2 separate regions of the Mus musculus genome follow, and region 2 is linked to region 1. A link is a contact called in public HiChIP or PLAC-seq data. All regions are on one chromosome and are shown on one strand. The core of a region is the stretch at or near the end of the contact, and the rest is flanking DNA. Distances in the headings are between cores, read along the strand shown.

Region 1 (2,732 bases), core at 64-2,563:
GTGTGCAAAATATTCACTGTCACTCCCTGTGAAGGAAACGTTAGTTAAACTATATGGAGACTGCCGCAGACCTTCTGGGTCCCTATGTCTGCGTGGAACGGGGTCTCTCGATGCGGGTGGGCAAAGCGTGGATGAATGACAGACAGACACACACGCAGGAGAGTTTGTGTGGAATCTGAATGTAATTTTACAACTCGAGCATCAGACTTTTTATGCAGAGGACAATAAGGAAGTTGGGTGACATATTCGCAAGGTACAATTGAGGTAACCGGAATCTTACATAAAACAGAGGAATGTAAACACAAAAGGTCTAACGGGAACCACCCAGGATAGAATACATTGATAACAGCTGGGATCAACAAGGGCTCCACCTAAAATTCACTAATCTTAGAAGCCAGGGTCAAGGGCTTCGCGTCCTTGCCACAGTTCCTAATTTAGTCTCTTGTATAGTCCACCTTCCCCTTAGGCCATTGTAAATAGGTGTGTATGGGTGTAACTCTGCTATAGTATCTATTCTGGTTTTTCCTTTGGTCTGAAACTTCCTTCTTTTTAAGTGATGGTAAATTCCTGTGTAAGGGAGTGACTTAGCTTTTACAATCTTGCTGAATTCTAAACCCTTGATCTTGGTCAAGGACACCCTTGGACTGTTGGAACACTGGCGGAAGGCTTTAGCCATGTCAGAGCACTTATAGGAAAATACTGAAAGAGAGCACGTGGATCCATACTCTAGACTAGCGCGGTAATGGAACTTGGGAATGAAAAATTAATGTATGGGTAGAGAACACTAGACTCCAGGAGGAGAGCTTCCTTGAAACTCTTTTGCCTCATGAGTGACTTTTAAGCCTTTCGGCTTGTCCAGTTGACTCGACCAGAGAGCGTAGCAGGAGACATCACCTCACTGTAGCAGTGAGTATTATGGAGCTGATAACAAAGGCTAGTGAGTGTGTGTAGGAAAAAAACCCAGCCACACTGTTGGGGTAACTGTAAGTTAGTATGGCTGTCTGGAGACTGTAAAAACTATATCAAGCCAGATGTAACCAGGCTCTCCCATTCTTTTGTATGTATCCAAACAACACAGCAAGGGGACACAGTTCTCTTAGGTGCATTACAACAGTGCTCATCACAGCTGAATAGCAAACTCAACCTAAACGTCTGTCACATGACGAGTGGAGGAAGAAACCTGGTACAAATTCACAATGGGATGCTGGGATGCTATTCAGCCAGAAAAGGCTGAAATTCTGTCCTGGGTGATAACACACATGATGCTAGATCATTATGTTCAGTGACATAAGACAATCACAGAGTGGCAAAGGGTGTGTGCTGTCACGTACACACAGAGGTAAAGAGGTTGGTTTTATAGAAGGCACCAGAAAGATGGTGTTTGTAAGAGGCCAGGGAGAGTAGAAAGGAAACAGGGTGGGGAAATGCTTGTCAGTAGATGCTACGTTATAGTTACATAGGACTAAGGAGGTCTGCGGGGCTACAGAAGAAAATAATGTGCTGTTCTGTAATAAAGGGTCAAGGTCAGGTTTTTTTTTTTTTAAAAATCTTTATATAAAGAAATGGCAGGTATTTGAAGACACAGATGCATGGGACAATGCATATATTACCAAACATCTCATGCTACTCATAAATATGCATGATTTATGTGTTTATGTATCAGTCTAAAATGAATTTAACTTTTTTCAATTGCTTTGTAATCATATTTTTATGAAAATATTTTTCATAGAATACATTCTGATCTTGATCTCTCCTCCCTCACCTCCCCACCCATCCAACAAAAAACAACGTTTTTTTGTTGGTTTTTGTTTATGAAAATGAACAGGCAAATAAAAAACAAATCGGACCAGAGCAAGTGGGGGTGGGAGAGTACCACAAGAAACACATTCACAAAACCAGACACAAAACCCTAAAAAAAAAAACAAAATCAATATACAAGCAAAAAAAAAAAAAAACCAACAAAACAAAACAAAAACAAAAACAACAACTCCTAAAATGACATTGAGTTTGTTTTGCATTGGCCATCTACTGCTGGCCATGGGGCCTGACCTTAACTGTGATTTGAATACCCAGTAACCACTAGAGAAAACTAAATTTCCCTTTGCAAGCAATTATCAATTGGAGATTGCTTCATCCCTTCTGTCTCTTACAGTCTTTCTGCCTCCTCTTCTATATAGTTCCCTGAGCCCTGAGGGGAAAGATTTGATGAATATATCCCATGTAGAGCTGAGTGGTCCAAGGTCTCTCACTCTCTGCACATTATCCAATTGTAAATCTCCATATCAATTCCTGTCTACTGTAAGAGGAAGATGGCTGAGCAGGCACTGATCTATGAGTATAGCAATATGCCATGAGGAGTCATTTTATTGTTATGTTCCTTTTCCAAAATGATAGTAGTTGATTTTACCCTAGGCCAATGACCTAGTTAGTCTCAGGTTCTTGGCCACCTGAATACTGTCAGTCATGGGTTCCATCTCATGGAATGGGCCTTAAATCAAATCAGATAGTGGTTGGTTACTCACACGACTTTCATGCCACTGTTGTACTGTATCATATAGGCAGGCTGCTATTGTAGCTGGGTTGTGCAGAATAACTTCTAGTACCAAGAACACTAGTCAGTAGGGTTGAAGGCTCTAAATAGGTACTAACTCAACTTCTCCATGTTCAATGAGATATGTAAATGTTGTCTTTGGCAATAAGGTCTTAGTATGAATTTGTGGACAGTAGCAACA
Region 2 (2,732 bases), core at 77-2,576, 370 kb after region 1:
TCAAGCCTCAGGGATGGTAATGGAGTGTGGTGGTTTGAATAAGAATGGTTTCCTCAGACCCACATATTTGAATGCTGGGTTACCAGCAAGTGACTATATTTGAAAGCATTACAGAGAGTGGTCTTGCTAAAGGAAGTATGTCATTGGGGGTGGGCTTAGAGGTTTGAGATGCCCGAGCCAGACCCAATGTTCCTTTCTTCCTTTTGCCTGTGGATCCAAATGTAGTGCTCTCAGCTACTTCTCCAGCTCTAAGTCAGCCTAAGTGCTGCTGCCATCCTTCCAACTATGATGATAATGAAGTAAATCTCCAAATTGTAAGCTAGCCTCAATTAAATGCCATGGTAACAGTGTCTTTTCTCAAAGGCAGAACACTAAGACTGTAGGTATGTTTAAATAAAGCGCCTTTAAATACAAACACAAAAACCTTAAGATTGTGATGAAGTAGCAAACAAAAACTGTTACCAGAGATCCACAACAACCTACTTACGTATTTCCATTAGAAGTGGCTTAGGTGTTCATGGTAACTTTGCATAACATAGCTATCACAGATAACAAGAATTGACTATACCTACACCTTCCTTTAATAAATATGCACTTCTGACCTCAGCACCTTGTTGTTCTCAGCAGATCTGTCCAGAAATCTAAATGTTTTAGAAGTTCTTCACTTACAACCCAAGCTTATCAATCACTGTGCATCAGAAACAACAAAGCTCCCAGAGGCCTGACCTGCCTCCATTTAGCTTTTGTATCACCCTGTTCTGACATACAAGCTCCACAAGCTGCTTTATATGATGCACTGTGTATGCTTGGAAACTGACCTGAACCTTGCAGAAATAATTTCATCCAAAACATTAAAAAAAGGAAAAAAAAAAAACTCCCAACAGTTTCCATATGTTCATTAAAGAGGTAATCACACCCAAATTTCTAGCCATTAGTCCACCTGCTGAAGATGTTTTTCTGTACTAAGAGGAGAGCCAGGGATTTGTGTGGTTACCATTGGCAACCTGTCACTCTCAGCAAACTTATCACCTCGTTCAAACTTCTCATTTGTACACATATGTTCACCAAGTATTAATATGCTAGCAATGTACAAAAGACATTAAAAGATAACCAAATTGGAGGTGAACTCAGGTATGGATAATCAGATACTAACTGCCTTTGGAGCACCCGGGAAGCTCTTGGGGTCACTCCCCAAAACTGCATTCTGCCCCTACTCCAAAAACAGGAGGATTGGAAGTTCAAGGTCATTCCTACCACATACCAAGTTCAGGATCAGCTTTGGCTAAAATGAGACAAAAGACAAAAGAAGCTAGGCGTGGTAGTACATTCCTGAGACAGAAGCAGGAGGATGTCTGAGTTCCGGGCCAGCCTAGTCTACAGAGAGAGTTCCAAGACAGCCAGGGATATACCATTGACACCCTGGCTCAATAAAAGAAGGTGGTGTGGGGGGAGGTTTTTTCAGAGGTATATTCACAGTTACTACAAATAGCATCTTAAAAGAACAGAATGGATTTGGGGTCATCCTCAAGTCTAACAACTTTTACTGCAATAAAGAATTTCCCAGATGTCATTCCTCTACACCAGAGGTTCTCAATCTTCCTAACGCTGCAACCCAACCCTTTAACACAGTTACTTATGTTGCGGTGGCCCCAACCATAAAACTATTTTGTAGTTAGTTTATAACTATAATTTTGCTACTGTTATGGATTGTAATGTTAATATCTGACATGTAGGATATTTGATATGCAACTGCTGTGCAAGGGTCCTTTGACACTCCTCTAAAAAGAGATTGTGACCCACAGGTTGAGAACCAGTGTTCTGCACACAAGTCACATGAAACATAAAAGAAAAAAAAAAAACCATGGAAAGTGATTTCTGAAAAACACTATAAATAATTAAATCTTGTAGACGATCACACATGGGAGTAAAAGCTCTGAGCAGACCTGAAGAGAAAACGATAAAGAAAAATGACTAAAATATGCTTCAGAACCATAGCGCAGCTTAGGGGAGGCCAGCTGGTGTGAGTTTGGGTCTACCTACTTGAGAAGAACATAGAGTGGAAGAGGGCCTTTCTCCAGGCAGAGAGAAGGCCTGTATCAACAACCTCAACTGTCATCACCAACAACATAAGGCACAGCAGCTCTGAGCCCTGGTGGAGGTGTTATTCTGAGATGGGTCTAGGCTGACCTACCTCATCACCCAGGAAATAGTCACTGCCGTGGACTCCCCCATCAGGGCCAGGAATGCAGCAGCAGCAGCTGCACCTAGCGGGTACCCAGTGCTGACATTGCAGAAGATTCCAACAGCCAGATGTCAGCTTGCAACTAAAGACACTTGTCTAAGAAGAGCTGGGCTAAATCACTCAAAACACTGTCTGGAAGTCAGTAAACAGACTAAGAGTGTGAGACCCCTGACACCCCATAGTCCTTCTGGGAAAACACTGCCTGGAAGTCACTAAACAGACTAAGGGTGTGAGACCCCTGACACCCCCACAGTGCTTCTGGGTAAGAAAGATAAGAAAGATTGGGTGGTGAGAGGTCTGGGAACATTTGAATTTTTCTTTCTCACCTTCCTTCATATATATAAAAGCATATATATAATACATGCTTCAAGGAGTAGTTCCCAGACCTCCTATCCTGAGATTTCTTTTACAGGACTATCAAGTCCAGGGAACGATGCTAAGAAAAGTTTTATTGTTTTGGTGTTGAGAGCCACAAAGGTGTAACCAGCTC

What was found. HiChIP or PLAC-seq counts read pairs in DNA pulled down with a chosen protein or histone mark.
Region 2: an H3K27ac HiChIP or PLAC-seq map of embryonic stem cells shows a contact between it and region 1, with 11 read pairs. The contact joins two enhancer-like sites. A contact is called at or near these places in 3 of 115 datasets of contacts at active chromatin or transcription factors (all in embryonic stem cells) and 1 of 9 other capture datasets (embryonic stem cells).

What each region holds. Positions count from the first base shown.
Region 1 is chr6:93,605,293-93,608,024 of GRCm38.p6, forward strand. No RefSeq gene overlaps it. Among named protein-coding and RNA genes, the nearest start is that of Gm22312, 97 kb to the left of the region's middle. Within about 2 kb of position 1,314, at least 8 of the 459 cell types and tissues checked have an H3K27ac peak or open chromatin away from gene starts, as enhancers often do. A contact at or near this core is called in embryonic stem cells, where this site is marked.
Region 2 is chr6:93,978,160-93,980,891 of GRCm38.p6, forward strand. The region is part of intron 1 of Magi1 (membrane associated guanylate kinase, WW and PDZ domain containing 1); the gene reads right to left. Among named protein-coding and RNA genes, the nearest start is that of Gm22840, 89 kb to the left of the region's middle. Within about 2 kb of position 1,327, at least 7 of the 459 cell types and tissues checked have an H3K27ac peak or open chromatin away from gene starts, as enhancers often do. A contact at or near this core is called in embryonic stem cells, where this site is marked.